Regions from separate parts of the Sus scrofa genome. Here region 1 is linked to region 2. Evidence: chromatin contacts called from public HiChIP or PLAC-seq data. All regions are on one chromosome and are shown on one strand. The core of a region is the stretch at or near the end of the contact, and the rest is flanking DNA. Distances in the headings are between cores, read along the strand shown. Region 1 holds the start of EFHD2 (EF-hand domain-containing protein D2). Region 2 overlaps FHAD1 (forkhead-associated domain-containing protein 1).

Region 1 (4,226 bases), core at 1,322-3,821, 64 kb after region 2:
CTGAGTGTAATAGCGGCAAGGCCCGGGCCTCTGGCTCCCCCTTTACAAGATGCAATATGTAATGAATAGGAATTCCCTCAAAGGTGCATCATGGAGCCTGTCCTGCTTCCAGAGGGGTGTGTCCACACCAGCCAAGCTGGTAATTGAACAGACATTTCATACATTCGGCCCATGTCAATATTCAAACCAAAACCCCAGGTTTTTCACATACATGTAAGTTTTTCAAGAAGGCAAACCCTCATTTAACCTCCTCACTGTTAGAAGTTTGCTCCCAAATGCAAAAACATTTCATAATAAAGGCAGCCCTATTTGATGCAGGCCCATTATAAGTCATAGACTAGGACAAGCTGCGGTTCACCAGATTTTTAAAAATAATTAACTGCTTTGAAAAGAAAGCAAAGAGGAGTTGCTGTCGTGGCACAGCGGGAACAAATCTGCCTAGAAACCATGAGGTTGTGGGTTCAATCCCTGGCCTCATTCAGTGGGTTAAGGATCCAGTGTTGCCGTGTGCTGTGGTGTAGGTTGCAGACATGGCTCGGATCCAGCGTTGCTGTGGCTCTGGCGTAGGCCTGTGGCTACAGCTCCGATTTGACCCCTAGCCTGGGAACCTCCATATGCCGTGGGTTCAGCCCTAAAGAGACAAAAAGACCCAAAAAAGAAAAAAAGAAAAGAAAGCAAAGACTGCAAATCCAAGCATTTGCAGTATAATCTTTAAAGTTTTGATCTATATCATCTGTCCCTAGTCTTTTGCATTCCATAAAAAAACCAACTTTTTTCTACTGTTGGGTCCTTGAAGGACATATATGAAGATATGGAAACTCACCTTTTGCAAGAAGCTGGACCAAATTGTCCAAGACCAACAGAAACGTAATACCAAGCTTTTAAAGAAACAAAATCATGTCATTGAAGCCGAACATCTTTATTGGACTCAAATAGTCTCAAAAACACATTAATGAGGAGTTCCCATCATGGCGCAGCAGAAATGAACCTGACTAGGAACCATAAGGTTGCGAGTTCAATCCCTGGCCTTGGCTCAGTGGGTTAAGGATCCCATGCTGCCATGAGCTGTGGTGTAGGTCGCAGACGAAGTCAGATCTGGCATTGCTGTGGCTCTGTCGTAGGCCGGCGGCAACAGCTCCAATTAGATCCCTAGCCTGGGAACCTCTATATGCCACGAGTGCAGCCCTAAAAAAAAAAAAGGACAAAAGACAAAAAAATTAATGAAAATTTTGTATTATCTGGATTTTGCCTTTTTTTTCAATTTTATCCTTTTTAAAAATTGATTTTTAAATGAATTTAGCAATACTCTTATACTATGGCAAATCAATACATATCAATTGAGGATCTGTTTTGTACAAACCAGTCTGTAACAGCTGACAGTTTCTACGTTCTCAAGTGCTCTCTGCCTGAAGAGCACTGTTTTTTGGGGTTGCTTTTTTTTTTTTTAAGCCCTGACCCCATCTTTTCTCTGCATGTTGGCTGGTGGGAGCCATTTCTGCAAAATGATCTTGAGCATCATCCTAACATCCTAGAGAATAAGCACAAAGCATAGTTGTGGTTCTCAAACTTCGAGGAGCCAGACTCCCCTGAGTGTCTGTTGAAATGCAGATTTCTGGGCCTCATTCCAAAGATCAGTTTTGTCTGTCTGGACTGGAGCCTGGGAATCTGTTTTATTAGCCAGCCCCACCCCTTTCGTTCTTCCGATGCTGGAGGTCCACAGCTTTGCCATTTTAAGGTGACAGACCAGAGCACAGAGAGAAATCCTCTCTGGCTTCTTCCTGACTCCCCATCCCATGGGCCCTTGGAGGGGACATCTCTCCTCTGGGATCCCCACTAAAACGGCAACATCAAGATCTCCCTGCTAGTTCCCCTAAAATAAAGTCACAGGCGACCCGCGTGGCCCAGTAGCTGTTCTGCCAAGTCATTCATGTGATGTGCTGGCCCAGGGGGAGAGGACCAGCCCCGTCTCCCTTTCTGTCTTCCGCGGTCTCCAAGAACCTCTCAGGGCTGAGGCCCAGCGCCATCTCCCTCGCAGCTGCTGGTCCATCCCCTTCCAAAAGATGCAGCGGCTCCAGCTGCGGTTACATCTAAACGGGGGTTCCTGCTCCCTGGGTCCACCTTCTTCATTACCCTTGCAACCCTCATTGAGAACGCCAGTGTGTAACATCGAGTCGTCTCCATGGCAACCGACAGGGTGTCACGCCGCACAGGATTACGACTCCACCGCGCGGGGATTCCAGAGAAGGGGTTGGGGGCGGCGCCCCCCAGACCCTCACCTAAACTGCAGGACCCCCTCTTCCTTCCCGCCTCAACCCCGGCCCCCAGCCCGACCTCTCGCGCTCGGCGGGCCCAGTGAGGACGGAGGGGGGGGGTGGCTTTCTCCGGGGACCCCCCAGCCTTACGGGGGGGGCGGGATGGTGGCGGACCCCGCGCCCCCGGCACACTCGAGCCGCCGCGATCCAGACCCAGCCCGCGCCGGCTGCGCAGGACCGGGAGCGGGGGCGGGAGCGGGCGGGCCTGGCTGGGGAGTAAGTCCCACCTTCGGGGGCGGTGCCTGGCGCCGGGGAGTGTCAGGAAGAGGAAGAGCGCGGCCAGAGGCGGTGCGGGCGCGCGGTTAGCAGGGGCCGGGCCGAGGCGAGCGCCGCGCGGGCCACCATGGCCACGGACGAGCTGGCCAGCAAGCTGAGCCGCCGGCTGCAGATGGAGGGCGAGGGCGGCGGCGAGGCCCCGGAGCAGCCCGGGCTGAACGGGGCGGCGGCGGCGGCAGGGGCGCCCGACGAGGCGGCCGAGGCGCTGGGCAGCGCGGACGACGAGCTGAGCGCCAAGCTGCTGCGGCGCGCCGACCTCAACCAGGGCATCGGCGAGCCCCAGTCGCCCAGCCGCCGCGTCTTCAACCCCTACACCGAGTTCAAGGAGTTCTCCAGGAAGCAGATCAAGGACATGGAGAAAATGTTCAAGCAGTGAGTGCCCGCCCGACTCGGTCCCCCACCCACCTACCCCGCGAGCCGGCCTCGGCTCCCGAGCCCCCAAGCCCGGACCCCGCACCGTGGAGACCCGGGCGGCCAGGCGAGCTCCCCGACCCAGCAGGGCTGGGGACCCCCCGGCCCCTTCCAGATAATCGCGAGGCTGGCTTCGGGACCTCCTTCCCACCACGCATATAGCTCTGAGGACCCGCGGCCCCTGGCACGCGACCCCTCCTCGCAGTGACGCCTGCCCCCGGCTCCCCGCACGCGCGCACACACAGTGGGGGACCCCGCGGCTCCTTTTAGATAAGTCCCCGCGAGCCCCCGCTAGCACCACACGCACGGGTCTGGAGACTCCGGATCTCTGGCCTAGGATCCCTGCCTTGTTAGCGATGCTTCTCCACACCTGCAAAACATCGTGCTTGAGGACCCCGAGGCCTCCCTTTCCCTTTCCAAGCCCACCCCCAAACGCAGGTCCGAAACACCCCACCCCACCTCCAGCGCCTCAGCAAAGGTGACCATGTCTTTCTCTTGGGGTCCTTTGCTTTCCTCTGCTTATCTCAGATCCCCCATAACGTGGGTTCTGAGCCGAGACCCCTCCCCCACGCCCCCTCTAGTTATTCGGCATCTGCCAGCAAACTGTGGTCTAAGCCCCTTCAGGTTCTCCCACCTCTACCCCCATCCAGCCCGTTGGCCAGGACCCCAATCCTTGACGCTGGGGAGGGACCCCTTCTCTGCAGGCATGTACCCCCCCCATAGTCCCCCCTCCCTCCCCAGGCTTTCCTTCTCTCCTCTTGCCCTGGCCAGCCCTCCCCCCACTTTGCAGTCACTGCCTCCTGCTTTCCGTGGGAACACCCCACCTCTCCTTGCCCCACTCCCCCGCTGCGGGCCCCCTTCCCTCCGCACACACGGTCCCAGACACCCCACACCTTCCAGTCTGACTTGGCCAGTTGCTCTCACCCCTGGCTTTACCTTTTAACCCAGCAGGTTGAACAGGTACTTCCAGGCCTGTGGGCTTACCCCTCCCCCAATAACAGCAACAAAACTTTAAATGTCTGTAAAGTGACTAGGGAGAAAGGCTTCCGGTCCCCGTCTGGTCCATCCCTGGGTTCACCCAGTTGGGATTGAGGGGGTCAGCCACACTGCACCCCCCACCCCAGCCACATTTGGGCCTGCGGGTGGGGCAGGGGGGAAGGCACTCAGCACCCCCCCACCCCCCACCCCCGCCCTTAGGTAGGTACTCTTCCCCTCTGGCGTCTTGTT
Region 2 (4,564 bases), core at 153-2,652:
GGGTTTGTTACCGCTGAGCCATGACAGGAAATCTGGGAAATCGCTTTCTGATTACAGTTCCTTGTCTAATCTGGAACGGAGATCATACACTCCCCCTTCCCCTTCAGCACCTTTAACTTCCCTCTCTCCCTGAGCCTCTTCGGATCCTACCCAGGATTTGACGCTTCCCCTCAGGTTCCTGGGTCACAGGTGGCATCTGAGCGCAATCCCAGATTCCCCTCAATTTAGCCCCAGAAATCCATCCATTCGCCAGGTTGCCAAGGCCCAAGCCAACATCACCCATCTCTGCCATCTCAGAATCCTCCCACGGCACCTCTCCCAACGCACACTTCACATCCGCCAGCCCAACCAGCCCTCCCAAGTCTCCAGCCTCTCTCAAAAGAGGATGCCAGACCTAGGTCTGAATTCTGATCCTACTGCTTGCCAGCCCTGCAGCTTAACCTTGCCGAGCGTCTGTGCTCACCTGTAAACACAAAGGCATTTCCTTCCTGGGTTGTTTGTGATGATTAGAAAACATCACATGTAGGAGTTCCCGTCGTGGTGCAACAGAAACAAATCTGACTAGGAACCATGAGGTTTTGGGTTCAATCCTTGGCCTTGCTCAGTGGGTTAAGGATCCGGCGTTGCCAGGAGCTGTGGTGTAGGCCAACAGCTAGAGCTCCGGTTCAACCCCTAGCCTGGGAACCTCCATATGCCTCAGGTGCAGCCCTAAAGAGCATTTAAAAAAAAAAAAAAAAAGAAAGAAAGAAAGAAAAAGAAAGAAACCAAATATCACATGTAAAAGTCCTGGCCTGGTGCCTGGCACACAGCAAGTACTGAATGCTTGATAGCTATTACTGCAAAACTCTTATCCTCACTCTTCCAAGCTGGACCTTCTCGGCACATTGCGTTGTCAGAGGTCAAGGGCCCAGGCTGGAGCCTGTTCAGCTCCCCTCCATCCTCTCTCCGCACCCATCTTCTCTCCCTTCCCTCCGTCTTCCCCAGACGCAGTTCTTCCCTCCCGGCACCTCCCCTCCTGGCTGCCGCCCGGGTGATCTTGTGCCCAAGGTCCTAAATCACGACTTCCTTCTTCGGCATCTCCAGCCTCTTTCTCTCGCTTTTACTCCTTTGTCATCAAACATTCAAGATGGCACATCTTTAGTTCCTTTTCTGCCGCTGACACCGCTGTTCCACTGAGATCGTGAAGTGTTTTGCACCCTCTGTCCTCAATGCCAGCTTCGTACTTTGCCTCTTGAGGAACCGACGTAGAGCCTCACCTCCCTCCCCCTCCAGGTTCTCTTCCTCGAAACCCTCTCATCTTTGATTATCACAGCCGGGGGCGGTGGTGCTCCTGGCATCCAGTGGGCAGGGGCCAGGGGCGCTGCTGAACGTCCCGTGGTGCACAGAACAGCCCCCACAGCAGAGACTTGTCCAGCCCAAGAGGTCACAAGTGCTGCAGTTACGAAACCCTGCTGGCTCCTTCCTCTCTAATTCATCACACTTATTTTTCTGGGCGGGGGTGGGGGGGAAACACCCATCATTAAGCCAACTCACTGCTCCATCAGCAGCTGAAATAGCAGTGACTCAGACCCTGGAGTCACACCACCAGGAGCCCAAGCCCTGGCTCAACCAATTGCCAGCTGTATGGCATCCAGCAGCTGCGTGTCTCGGAGCCCGACCACCTCATCTGTAAAATGGGCTGAGAGTCGGATGATACAGTAGGGAGATGCATTGATTTCGTCGCGGAAGGCCAGGCACGCAAGTCACATTCATGACACTTCGGTGATGTTTAAATCAAGTTGACACTCTTGAGGCTACTGTTCCAGGCCGGCCCCAAATTGACCTCAGCCATCCACCCCAGCTCTTCCCTCTCCTCCTCCCCTCCCCCATCATCCGCTCCAGCCCAGGTAAGCTCTACCCTCTTCCAGAACATGCACTGCCTTTCCCTACCTCCCCTCCTGCCTTCACTACTCCCCATATTCATTTCCTATGGCTGTTAGGACAAATTACCACAAACTTAGTGGCTTAACACAACTCATACTCATTCTTGTCCAGCTCTGGAGGCCAGAAGTCCATAGTCACTTTCACAAAGGTAAAGGCAAGAGGCTGGTTCCTTCCGGAGGCTCTAGGAAAGAATCCGTGTCCTCACCTTTATCAGGCTCTAGAGCTTTATCCCGTGGCCCTTCTGCCGTCTTCAAAGCCATAGTGGCACACCTGCAACTCTCTCTCTGCTTCTGTCACCTCGCTTTCTCCTCCGTCTGTAATCAGATTCCCTCTGCTTCTTATGAGAACCCTGTGACTCTACTGAGTCCACCGAGAGAGGCCAGGGTACCTTCTCCATCACCTCATCACAGCTGCAAAGTTCCTTCTGCCCCGCAAGGTCACATTCATAGGCGCCTTGGATCAGGACATCTTTGGGGGCACCATTTATCCTACCACACCTTCCACTGTGGAACGCCCTCCCCTCCAGCTGCGTTCCCACCAATGCCCATGCCCACTGGCTCCTCAGCCAAGCAGCCATCACGGCGGGTGAATGGTCTGTCCTCTGGGATTCTCACACGCCCCCTCCTTCCACGCTACCCGGGTCCCTGTCTGTTTCCCATCAGGCACATGGACCCCGTCTCTCAGACTGAGCCATAAGTCCCTTAGGGAATGGCTCCCTATCACCCCCCACAACCAGCTCACAGTTTTGCACACAGTTGACACTTAGTCGATAGGAGTTCCATTGCTTTTATTATCCACCTGCCAAGAGAAATTTGGATTTGAGCCCAAGCAAAGCTGATAAACTTTTAATTTTTTTTTTCTTTTTAGGACCGTACCCATGGTAAATGGAGGTTCCCAGGCTAGGAGTTGAATCAGAGCTGCATCTGCCAGCCCACTCCACAACCATAGCAATGCGGGATCTGAGCTACGTCCGAAACCTACACCACAGCTCATGGCAACACTGGATCCTTAACCCGAAGAGTGGGGCCAGGGATCGAACACGTGTCCTCATGGATACTAGTCCGGTTCGTTGCCACTGAGCCATGATGGGAACTCCTGATCAGCCATTTTATAAACACAAGGTGGGAGTTCCTGTTATAGTTCAGCAGGTTACAAACCCAAAATAGTATCCGTGAGGATATGGATTCAATCCCTGGCCTGCTCAGTGGGTTAAGGATCTGGCGTTGCCATGAGCTGTGGTGCAGGTGGCAGACACAGCTCAGATCTGGCATGGCTGTGGCTATGGTGTAGGCTGGCAGCTGCAGCTCCGATTCAACCCATAGCCTGGGAACCTCCATATGCCATGGGTGCGGCCCTAAAGAGAGGAAAAGCGAAAGAAACAAAAAGCCAAAAAACACAAGGTGGACGGCCATTTATGCCTTCTTGATGGGAGGGCACTATTGTCCTCTTCCGCAGTCAGCCAGCTCTGTGAAGACAGCGTTCAAAAAGCAAAGGAGGTGAATTGAATTGGTATTTTACAGACACAGACATTAAAGTTCAGAAGCTAGGAAATGGTTTCAACATCACGCAGCTGGCAGGTGGAAGACTCAAGACAAAAGCTCAGACCCTCTGAGCTCGCTGCTCTTTCTCTAACACTCAGCAAATAATAACTAATAGCCTTCCTCTTGCTTCTCTTTTTAAGGATTGTCTTTGTATCTGAAATATCTTCTGGAGCATTATAAAAAAATTGCAAACCAGACCCAGGAACTTCAGGTAATCTTTTAAATTCAAAAGTTCCTTTTAGCTCCTCCTTAGCGTTTACATAGCACTGGGCATTTAGACTCCGTTTTTTCTCTATTAGGTAGTCAGTGCACAGCCTCCCAAAGGTGATATGAGGGCTGCATTTGCACACGAAATGCTTCAGACAGGGTAGCTGAGATCACCCAGAAGGACAAGGAGACTTGTTTTCCTCTGTCAAAAAGCAGAAAAATTGATGGATGTTCCCTTATGGTGCAGCAGATTAAGAATCCGGGGTTGTCACTGCAGTAGCTCAGGTTGCTGCTAAGGCAAAGTTTCAATCCCTAGCCCAGGAATTTCCATGTGTTGCAGGTGCATGGGAAAAAAAAAAAAAGCGAGGAAGAGAGAGTTGTTTACATGCCATCAGATCCTAAAAAATGTATTCGTTAAATGCAGTGGAAGAAGTACAGCTACCACAGTATAGGCAGCAGAATATAAATACCAAAAGTTACATAATGTCAACATTTTAGAGACAAAATGATCCTTGGGGATTGTATCACTCTGGTAGCTCTTGCCATATTAATACCGTATAATAAACAACCATACAACTTTAGCTGCAATCTGTCCACTGCTCGCATGTCTGGGGCCAGCAGCTAGGTGGATCCACTGGTCTCGGATGGGCTTGCTCATGTGTCTGGATATTGGCTGGCCCTTGCTTGGTCTACACTGGCCTCAGCGCCACGTGTTTTGCATCACCCAGTAGCCTAACCTGGGCATGTCCTCACCATTGTCAACTTAAAATAAGCACAACTTAAAAGCTGAGAGCTAAGTTTTTGGGGGGAGAAAGTGAGGACTATAGCCCGGGAGGCAGCATTTCAGATAGCTCTGAAATACCACTCCAAAGAAGTATGGGGGATTTCAGAGT

What was found. HiChIP or PLAC-seq counts read pairs in DNA pulled down with a chosen protein or histone mark.
Region 1: an H3K27ac HiChIP or PLAC-seq map of alveolar macrophages shows a contact between it and region 2. The contact joins the promoter of EFHD2 here to the enhancer-like site in region 2. A contact is called at or near these places in 3 of 5 promoter capture datasets (fetal liver, fetal skeletal muscle and liver), 20 of 47 Hi-C or Micro-C datasets (alveolar macrophages, blood, brain and 12 more) and 2 of 2 datasets of contacts at active chromatin or transcription factors (alveolar macrophages and skeletal muscle).

The regions. Positions count from the first base shown.
Region 1 is chr6:74,649,243-74,653,468 of Sscrofa11.1, forward strand. It overlaps EFHD2 (EF-hand domain-containing protein D2), which reads left to right and starts at 2,572. Exons shown (of 4, transcript XM_003127628.6): 1 at 2,572-2,960. The coding sequence starts at 2,656.
Region 2 is chr6:74,586,134-74,590,697 of Sscrofa11.1, forward strand. It overlaps FHAD1 (forkhead-associated domain-containing protein 1), which reads left to right. Exons shown (of 35, transcript XM_021097597.1): 16 at 3,605-3,675. Among named protein-coding and RNA genes, the nearest start is that of EFHD2, 63 kb to the right of the region's middle. Within about 2 kb of position 1,403, at least 17 of the 83 cell types and tissues checked have an H3K27ac peak or open chromatin away from gene starts, as enhancers often do. A contact at or near this core is called in alveolar macrophages, mesenteric adipose tissue, retroperitoneal adipose tissue and 1 more, where this site is marked.